3 separate regions of the Mus musculus genome follow, and regions 1 and 2 are each linked to region 3. The links are chromatin contacts, called in public HiChIP or PLAC-seq and Micro-C maps. All regions are on one chromosome and are shown on one strand. Each heading gives the region's core, a stretch centred on a gene start, on an enhancer-like site or on the middle of the called end of the contact. The rest is flanking DNA. Distances are from core to core; before and after follow the strand shown. Region 1 holds the start of Mrm1 (mitochondrial rRNA methyltransferase 1). Region 2 has its middle 100 kb from the start of Aatf. Region 3 has its middle 86 kb from the start of Lhx1os.

Region 1 (2,793 bases), core at 151-2,650, 210 kb before region 3:
ACCTCATCTTTTACCTGTGTGGTTGTCCAGGGTTCCAGGTTCCCTTCCCAACCCTCCTGCCTCCCCCCCCCCCAGCTCTCCAGCCAAGTTTTGGCCCTCACCCTGGGGTCCTTACCACGGCTACAGAGTATCAGGGTCTGTCTCCTACTACATTTCACTGTAACAATTAAAGAGAGAGATTACAACCTACTCTACCTTCAGAAGTATCTTTCAGTTTTTTCCCCCCTTCCTGGTGATCAGTGTGGTTGGTGTCTCAGAATTCCTTCCAGGTAGCTAGGAAGGTGGGTAGATTCGGAACATCACTTCTGGAGTGGGCACAGGAGATGGTTAGTTCCAGGCCAGCCATAGGAGCCAAGGATACAAATGTCCCCAAAATACATAATTAAGTACATCCACTGCTGCTCTAGAGGACCCATGTTGATTCCAGTCCCAGGGAGTCCTACATCCTCCTCTCTCTCGCTGGGCCACCAGGCACACATGTGGTGCACAGCCACACGGACAAACAATATGCCCGCACATGTGAAAGAATTTTGAAAAATAAGTTGGAGCCAGGTATACTAATACTATTGCACACCTTTAATCCCAACATTTGAGAAGCAGAAGCAGGGAGACCTCTGTGGATTTGAGGCCAGCCTGGGCTACACAACGAGTTTCAGGCCATCCATGAGGGCTGCTTAGTGAGACATTGATTTTAAAAAAGAGGGGGTGGGGGCTGGAGAAATGGCTCAAATGTTAAGAGCACTGGCTGCTCTTCCAGAGAACCCTGGTACAATTCCCAGCACCCACAACTGTAACTTCAGTTCTTGGGGATCCAACACCTTCATAGATGTACATGCAGGCAAAACAACAATGCACATTAAAAAAAAAAAGGAATCATTAGGAAAAGGGAAAAGGTTTAAAAAGATATTTTAAAAGACTAGGCTGAAAAGAGCCAGTCTGGGCAGTGAGCAAGGAAGTCGTAGAATTACCATGGGCCAAGGGCATCGGCTGCTTGTCAGCAGAAATACCGTAGGCTCGTTGGGGCTTTCGGGAGATGGGAAATATTCTAGGGGTTCTGCTGGCTGGTGCTGAGGGTCTGACAGGATATGCTTCTGGGAGAAAGTCCCAACTATGACATTGTGCCAGGATGTAGGATGGCTCCAAGACTGAGGATTGAACAGATGGCCAAACCACTGACATGCGGTGGTCTTTGAGGACGAGCAGGTGAACGCCTTCTAACTTCTTCCTTCACCCGGGAGCAGTCCAAGGTTAGCTCAGCACCAGCACAGCCTCTAGGCTCGCCTGCGTCAGCGGAGGCAGTGCGACTCACTCCTGTAGGGGGTGCAGTGGAGACGTGGTTGCCGCCAAGCGCACATGTGCGTCATCGGACAGGGGGCTGGGCCTCCAGAACCCGGAAGCTGGGGACCCACGTGGGAGGCTGGGAGGTGACTGTCTTGGCTCGAGGGTCAGGTTGTGGGCAGTCCTTGTGAGGGGACGAAGTGTGGGAGGTCAACGGGTCCTCCCCAGCTGTCTGTCAGTGGAGTCTCGGGCGCTGCTGGAGCAATGCGGCGACTCTGGACGGTCGGGTGCTTCAGTCGCCTGATTGCCCGCCATTTCTCCTCGGTGGCTCGGCGCGGGGAACGGCCTGGCGGGGAGGAGCTGAGTCGCTTGCTTCTGGATGACCTGGCGCCGGCCCAGCGGCTGGAACGTCTATTTGGCTTGTCCCCATGCCTCCTGGCCTTGCGGGCTGCCCGTCGGCGCGTGGCCCGGCTCCTGCTCCAGGCCGGTAAGGCTGGGCTGCAGGGGGAGCGAGCCGAGCTGCTCCGGGTGGCCGAGGCTCGGGGCATCCCTGTCTTGAGGCCCAGGCGTCAGAAACTGGATGCCTTGTGCGGCTACCAAGTGCACCAGGGCGTGTGCATGGAGGTGAGCCCGCTGCGACCCCGGCCTTGCGATGAGGCGGCAGACACGAGCTCAGGCGACGACCCTCAGCAGCTGTGGCTCGTCCTTGAGGGGCTCCAGGATCCCCGCAATCTTGGGGCTGTGATGCGCTCCGCTCACTTCCTCGGCGTAGACAGAGTCATCACCAGCCAGAGAAACAGGCACGGACGTCCCTTAATTCAGTTTACGCCCAATCTGGAGGCGGAGCCAAGCTCCTAAGCACTGGGCGGGGAGCCCCGGGGTGTGTAGGGCGCGGGGCTAGAGATTTTCTGGTTTTAACACGGATCGTGGGGATCCTTTGCAGCTGTCCGCTTACTCCAGTAGTCAGCAAGGCCAGCGCTGGGGCTATGGAGGTGATGGACGTGTTCGCCACTCCTGACCTGCCCGGTTTTTTGCAGGTAAAATGGGGCGAGAGGGGAAGAAGAGGCGGAGGCGATGACTCTAGTTAGGGATGTTAAAGCTATCTCCAACGCAGTGGATTGGGGGAGGAGGAAGAGAAGGGACGTGGTGGCATTGATTCCTACGACCTTCTAAGTCCCACCAGGAAAGATCCCAGGGCCTTTTAAATAGAGCATCGTCTGAAGTTAGGGATTTCCTCGTCTCATTTACTACACGCCATGGCCACCTGTGTCGGCAAGTCAATGTCTGACAACCGTGGGACTTCAGCAGTACTCCAGGGAGCTGGTGGACTGGAGTCGTGGGTACCCGGAAGCTCAACTTCAAAGCGATTTAAACAAGGCTTTCCAAGGGGCGAGCTTTAGTGTTCTTTAGCTGTGTGTTTCCTAGCTAGACTCTAGGGGGCAGCATTGCCCCGCATTTGGCAGTCCCTCCACCCTCTATCCTTCCCCTGTCCCCACCCTCATCCCTCAGTGAGAA
Region 2 (3,235 bases), core at 96-2,595, 200 kb after region 3:
CCTCCCAAGTGCTGGGATTACAGGAGTGCGCCACCACTGCCCAGCCAGACACATACTCTTAAAAAAAAAATCTTGGAGCTGGAGATGGCTCAGAGCTTAAGAGGCTGCTCTTCCAGAGAACCTGGGTTCAATTCCTCGAAACCACATGGGTGACTCACAACCATCTGCAACTCTAGTCCTAGGGGATCAGATGCCCTCTTCTGGCCTCTGTTGTCACCAGGTACATATATGGCACACAGACATACATGAAGGCCAAACACCCATACAAACTAACAAATATAAAATCTTTTTTTTTTTAAGTTGGAGAATTAGATGGGTCAGTCAGCCTATTTTTTAGGGTCTTGAGTGGGCAGTGGCTGCCTTAGGAAGTCACAGGATCTGTTTAGGATATTGCTCCTGGCCCGGTTCTCAGCTGTTTATCGACTTACGGTGAGGTGGGCTCTGGCTGAGGCCACACCTAGAGCTGTGCTCCAGCTGGTGTCCTCTCAATCCCGGCGTTTACTGCCGCCGTCACACCTGCTGCTCTGCCTAGACGCCTGCCCCTGAACCCACTCTCAGGTGTGGCTCACTTTGCCTAGGAGGATTTGGTGTGGTGTTCTGGATGCTTCCTTACCCAGAGAGCCCGCTGGAGGGCGGGTGCATTAGCATGCAGGTGGTGCCCACAGGAGATGAGAGCAATTAACTCAGTTCTGCAGTCGCTTTCCACAGAGAGGTCCAGGCCTGCCGGTCCTGTGGTGATGTCCAGGTGTGGGACTCCCTTTGTCCTCTGGTGATGTCCAGTCCTGTGGTGATGTCTGGGAAGCCTAAGAGGTGCTGACTCGAGGAGTGGCTCGGGGCAGGTAGACCTAGCTATCTGATGGAATGTTTATAGGGTAAGGTTGATTAGTGGGGCTACCTAAGGCTGCAGGACGGTGCAGCTTTGTGTAACTACTCCCCCATCTTTTTGAGAGTTGACAGGCCAGCCAGAGCTCCAGCTGTCCCCGGGCAGACAGGCCTGCGAGTCGCACACCTGTGCCAGGCCCCATAGGCAGAGCTCACAGGCCCTTCGAGATGTGGAAGCGGCATGTCTCCCGAGTTCTCAGCCCTAGGATCTGGGGTAAGCAAAAGTGCTGCCGTGGGTGGTTTGTCTAGTGCCCAGAGTGCTTGTGGGAGGGTGAGCCTCTCCTGGGGGATTAGGCGGGGACAGAATCCCTGAAGCCACACAATTATTTTCCAGTTTGACTCCTGTGTCCTTTCAAGTTGTAGCGTGCTGCACTTGGCTTTAAGAGCCCCACGGAAGCCTAATAGGGAACACGTTGGAGTGTGATAACTCTGGGCTGGTATTGTTTGAGAAGATAAGCAGAAAGGGGCAGGGGACTCTGAATCCACTTATCGGTGCCTTAGCAGGAATGGGGGCTCTCTGCAACCCCACCTAACAAGCTGCAGTGTTTTCCCAGGATTCTGTGGGGCACCTGCCTTGAAAAGCTTTGCTCCCAGAGGCCCAGGCCCAGCGTGTGTGTGTGTGTGTGTGTGTGTGTGTGTGTGTGTGTGTGTAACTCCTACAGGGCAGAATGTCCTGCGGTTGGTTGGCCCCTCAAACCTCTGGAACCCCGTAGAGACTGTTTTAAGGTCACATCTCAATCCTGGAGGAGGGTGAGAGGGGACAGATGTAAGCCCTAGTTCCTGTTATATAATTAGACGGAACTCTTCCTTCCAGGAGGAGCAAAATGAGGCCAAGGACGGCCTAAGCCTTGAGATTGCTTCTTGCAGTGGCCTGGGCAAGTAGGCCACGGGGATTTGTGCTCTGGTCAGGAGGTCCTGCCTTGGCTTCCGAGGGCCAGGAGCGGTGCACCTTACATTCCTTTTAAGGTAAAACCCTTGGTTTTCTGTTCCAAGTGGAGGTCAGGGGGAACAAGCAGCAGCTGTGGATTCTGTCACTGATGGCTACTGTGTCATTCTGGTTTTGACAGTCCTCGTGGCCCCTGGTTGTTGTAAGTACAACAAACACGTGTGCCTCATTATTTTCAAAGTTGAGCGCCAGGCTGGCCCTTTTCTGTCATTTATGTGATAGTGAAAAGCTGATGTTTTATTAAGTGTAGACAGGGCAGCTCACTGGAAGCTGGGCTTCTGTTCTACGAAGCTCTACGCATACACTCCTTCCACAGTGAGGACTTGTAGTCTCCCCTTGCCTCTCCCCCACCCCACCCCCCAGAAGAGAATTTCAACTTCAAGACAAACAACTTCATTTACAAGTGTGCCTCTAATTAGCTGCAGAATTAGGAAAGCCGAGTTTTCCCCCATAGATCGGCTAAAGCCTCGAGGGAGACTGGTGGAATAGAGAATCGCATTTCCAATTATTTTGTTGAATTGCTAATTTAGTTATTGTGCCTGGTGTAATTGTGATGGGTATTGGGTGTGCAATTCAATTTGTTTTAAATATTTGTGGGAAGGCTGATCAGTAATGGAGCTGACCTATTTTATGGCCCAAATTGAGAAAAAAAAAAGGGCTAAAACCTAACAGCCACAAAGATATAGTTTTCCCAAAGATATAGTTTGTTTCCATTTTTATTTGGATCTCTCTCATCCCTCTTAAGACCATCCCATGCAACAAAAGGATTAAATTAAAAGATGACAACATTTTGATCCTCTCTCTTTGAAGGCAGTGCTGTCCCTGATAGTTTAATATGCAGATACTGTAGGGTGGTGTGAACCGGCCTGAGAAGTCTCCACCCCATTGCCTCTGTGCCTATAAGTGACCCGGAGATCAGCTTGGGAACTGCATGAACCATGGAAGGAGCGAGACCCTGCAGCCCAGCCCGGTGCTCAGTCATAGTCTGGAGGGCAGCTCCTACTGGCTGATATCCAGGGTGGAGCCCAGGAGCCTGCACAGAAGGGAAGGGACGTTTGGTCCACCATACTTTGAGCACAGGGCTTGGTGACCAGAGTCTTCACCCAGGGGGCTGTGCACACACTTATGTGGCTTGAGACTGTGCGGTTATGTTGAAGGTCAGGCGTGAGATGTCTTCACTCCCAACAGCAATGACTTGTAGAAACTCCTTGAGGACCCCTGTCTGCACAGTAGAGGTCACACCCTGGGGTGCTGCTTGGGAGTTGAGGAATTCCAGTCTGGGCCTGTGGGGAAGGCAAGGATATGGCCTGGAGGGTCACAGAGAATGCCTGGGCGCTGTGAGCTCTGTGTCAGGGCGGCTCACCTGGAGCTACACCACTACCACACACACACTCAGCTAAGCTGCAC
Region 3 (2,868 bases), core at 4-2,503:
GAATAAAGCCTGATTTGCATGTGTTTTCCTGTGTATGTAGTTTCTTGTTTTTGTTGTTGTGGTGCTGTTTTGTTTTGCTTTTTGTTTCTTTTTGTTGTTGTTGTTTTTGTTTGTTTGTTTTTGTTTTTCAAGACAGGGTTTCTCTGAAGCCCTGGCTGTCCTGGAACTCACTTTGTAGACCAGGCTGGCCTCGAACTCAGAAATCTGCCTGCCTCTGCCTACCAAGTGCTGGGATTAAAGGTGTGGGCCACCACGCCAGGCTGTCTTTTGTTTCTTGTTTTGTTTTGTTTTGTTTTGTTTTGTTTTGTTTTGTTTTGTTTTTTGAGACAAGGTCTCTTTTTTGAAACAAGGTCTCTTGTAGTCTACATTGGCCCAGAACTTCCTGTGTAACCGGGATGTCTTTCAACTGCTGATTCTCTTGACTCCACCTCCTGAAAGTTGAGATTTCTGGCTTGTATCTTCATTCCCAGTTACATGCAATGTTAAGGATCCAACCCGAGGTTTTCTGTGTATTAGGCAAACACTCTATGGTGAGCTGTAGTCCCAGGCCCTAGTCTGCATGTGCAAAGGATCCCTTTTGTTCAATGATTAAGTAAGTAATCTGCGCTTGCAGATTACCAGGGTTTGATTCCCAGCACCCACATGGTGGTTCACAATTCATAACTCCAGTTCAAGGGACCCAACACTCTCTTCTGGTTTTTGAAGGCACCAAACACACAAATAGTGCACATCCGTAGATACAGGCAAACACTCAGATACAGAAATTACAATAAATCACAAGGTGTCCCAGCGCTCAGGAGGATCTCTCAGTTTAAGTCCAGCCTGGTCTACAGAGTTAGTTCCAGGGCATCCAGAACTACACAGAGAAACTCTGCTTTGAAAACCCAACATTAATCAATCAATCGTTTTTTGGTTTTTGTTTTTGTTTTTTTAAAAAAGACCTAGCCAAGTAACACATCTTTAATCCTAGCACTCAGGAGGCAGAGGCAGATAAGTTGGAGGCTAGCTTGGGCTACAGAATGAGGAAGGAAGCAGTGAAGGAAGCAAACTGCTCTCTCATCTACCAGGACAGTTCCCATCTCTACCTGCACCTCCTAGTGTATATCCTGTGGAAAGTCAAGGAAGGAGACAGTCTTGAAAAGATTTGGGGGAGAAGGGTTGGATATTTCTCACCAAGAGCCTCAGCTGCAAGGGGATCGCTCCTACAGTCCGCGAAGGAGGGACAAGAAGAGAAAGTAGCTTTGGAGAACAGCCAAGGCCTTTGATCTGTTTCAGGCCCAGTGAAGCCACCAGGTGTCTCTCCTCACAGGCCTCACAGGAAGTGTGTGGCCAAGCCCGAATTGGAAGTCTTCAACTCCAATGCTTGTGAGAGGAACATCTGAGTGCAGCCTTCCTCCCTCCCCTTTGAAATTGGCCTCACCCTACCCCACTGGGCCCAGCTACACTCAACTTACCACTAGGAGTCTCAGAACAAAAATGGGGATAAGCCAAGGACCAGCTAGAACAGGGGACTTTAATCCATCAGTGTCCCAGTCTGAGCACCCCAACATCTCCACAAGTTTCCTGGGTAGAGTCCCCTGGAATGGGGTGCCTGGAAGGAACTTTATAAAATTCTCCACAACCAGCCAAGCGGAACCCATTTCCCCTCACAATGCAATTAACAGCACCAACATTTACAAAATATGATTACAAGCACTTTGGTTAAGTAGAGGAAAGTATATTAGATAGCAGTGAGGGGTTGATCTTAATGTGCATTTTTTCGAGAGACTTGCATTTTCTTTGTGCAAATAAAGAGGCCCTAAATTCTCCATAGGCACTAAAATCAATGCACTGGAACCATGATAACAAACACAGGCTCTACTTTTTGCTACATCCCCCAATTAATTAAGCCTTTCACGGGCATGTAATTAGGAACATTAGCAAGTCATAAAATTGCCGTGAGTCTTTAAATTATGTGCTGGCCCTCAGCAATTTGTTTTTAATTCCTTCTGAAGACAATGGTACTGCGGGGCCCAATAGATCTTCATAGCAGCCCACTGTGCTTGGCTTTATGGTGCCCGCCTGCCTGCCAGGCCTCCTGCCAGCCTGGTGCCCACTGCAGCTCCCGGGACTCAGGAGGTGCCACAGCTCTGGCTCCTCCCTTCTGCCTTCTCTTCTCTCCCTCCCCCTTCTCTCCTTCCTCTTCCTCCTGCTTTTCCTCTTTCTCCTTTCTCTTCTGCTCACTTCATTCCCTGATCCACTCTCTTCTCTTTACTCTCCGTTTCTTCAGCTTCTCCCTGCTTTAGTCCCTGGCCTGCACTCATTCTCCTCACCCTTCTCTCCTTCCTCCAGGTCTCGAGCTCTTTCCTCTTCCCACACCCCGACAGGTCACACACTGTAGCCCTGGCTGACCTCCAACTCAAAGCAATCCTCCTGCCTCCGTCTCTAGGTGCTGGTACTACAGATGCGCACCTCATCCTCGGCTTTGTATTTACTTTCTTCTTTTATTTCTCTCTTCGCCTCCTCCTTCCTGTCTCTTCTCTTTATTCCTTTCTTCTCCTTTCTTTTCCTCTTTACTTTTCCCTTTCTCCTTCTCTATCACCCCTGCTGTTTCTCCTCCCTCTCCTCTTCCTCCTCCTCCTCCTGTCTTCTTCTTTCTCCCTATATCTGTTTTTTCCCCTGCTCTGCTTTTCTCCTCCCCATCCCTAGGTTCTTCTTCCTTGCCCTTCCCCCCTTCCCATGACCCCTTAGGACTGAGCTAGGCGCACACCACTACCCCTCCTCCACCTTTCCACTGGCCCCAGCTCCTGGTCCCTCCATTCCCCATCCATCCACCTTGTGAAGGGCCATGGAGGCCATCTATCCTGACCTCTTTGATTTGTGGCATCA

What was found. A called contact is a pair of places that touch in the nucleus more often than the background predicts. HiChIP or PLAC-seq counts read pairs in DNA pulled down with a chosen protein or histone mark.
Region 1: a contact with region 3 is called in an H3K4me3 HiChIP or PLAC-seq map of the 230-238 cell line, with 12 read pairs. The contact joins the promoter of Mrm1 here to the enhancer-like site in region 3. A contact is called at or near these places in 1 of 39 promoter capture datasets (embryonic stem cells), 3 of 484 Hi-C or Micro-C datasets (embryonic stem cells, nephron progenitors and stem cell-derived epiblast-like cells), 7 of 115 datasets of contacts at active chromatin or transcription factors (the 230-238 cell line, acute myeloid leukemia, embryonic stem cells and 1 more) and 1 of 9 other capture datasets (liver).
Region 2: a Micro-C map of the G1E-ER4 cell line shows a contact between it and region 3, with 2.3 times the contacts expected there. The contact joins two enhancer-like sites. A contact is called at or near these places in 12 of 484 Hi-C or Micro-C datasets (the Ba/F3 cell line, the G1E-ER4 cell line, the MNK3 cell line and 7 more), 1 of 115 datasets of contacts at active chromatin or transcription factors (embryonic stem cells) and 1 of 9 other capture datasets (embryonic stem cells).

What each region holds. Positions count from the first base shown.
Region 1 is chr11:84,818,122-84,820,914 of GRCm38.p6, reverse strand. Mrm1 (mitochondrial rRNA methyltransferase 1) reads left to right here and starts at 1,400. Exons shown (of 5, transcript NM_145433.1): 1 at 1,400-2,078; 2 at 2,222-2,315. The coding sequence starts at 1,543. Dhrs11 (dehydrogenase/reductase (SDR family) member 11) reads left to right here. Exons shown (of 7, transcript NM_177564.5): 7 at 1-187.
Region 2 is chr11:84,411,426-84,414,660 of GRCm38.p6, reverse strand. No RefSeq gene overlaps it. Among named protein-coding and RNA genes, the nearest start is that of Aatf, 100 kb to the left of the region's middle. Within about 2 kb of position 1,345, at least 15 of the 459 cell types and tissues checked have an H3K27ac peak or open chromatin away from gene starts, as enhancers often do. A contact at or near this core is called in the G1E-ER4 cell line, where this site is marked.
Region 3 is chr11:84,610,101-84,612,968 of GRCm38.p6, reverse strand. No RefSeq gene overlaps it. Among named protein-coding and RNA genes, the nearest start is that of Lhx1os, 86 kb to the right of the region's middle. Within about 2 kb of position 1,253, at least 13 of the 459 cell types and tissues checked have an H3K27ac peak or open chromatin away from gene starts, as enhancers often do. A contact at or near this core is called in the 230-238 cell line and the G1E-ER4 cell line, where this site is marked.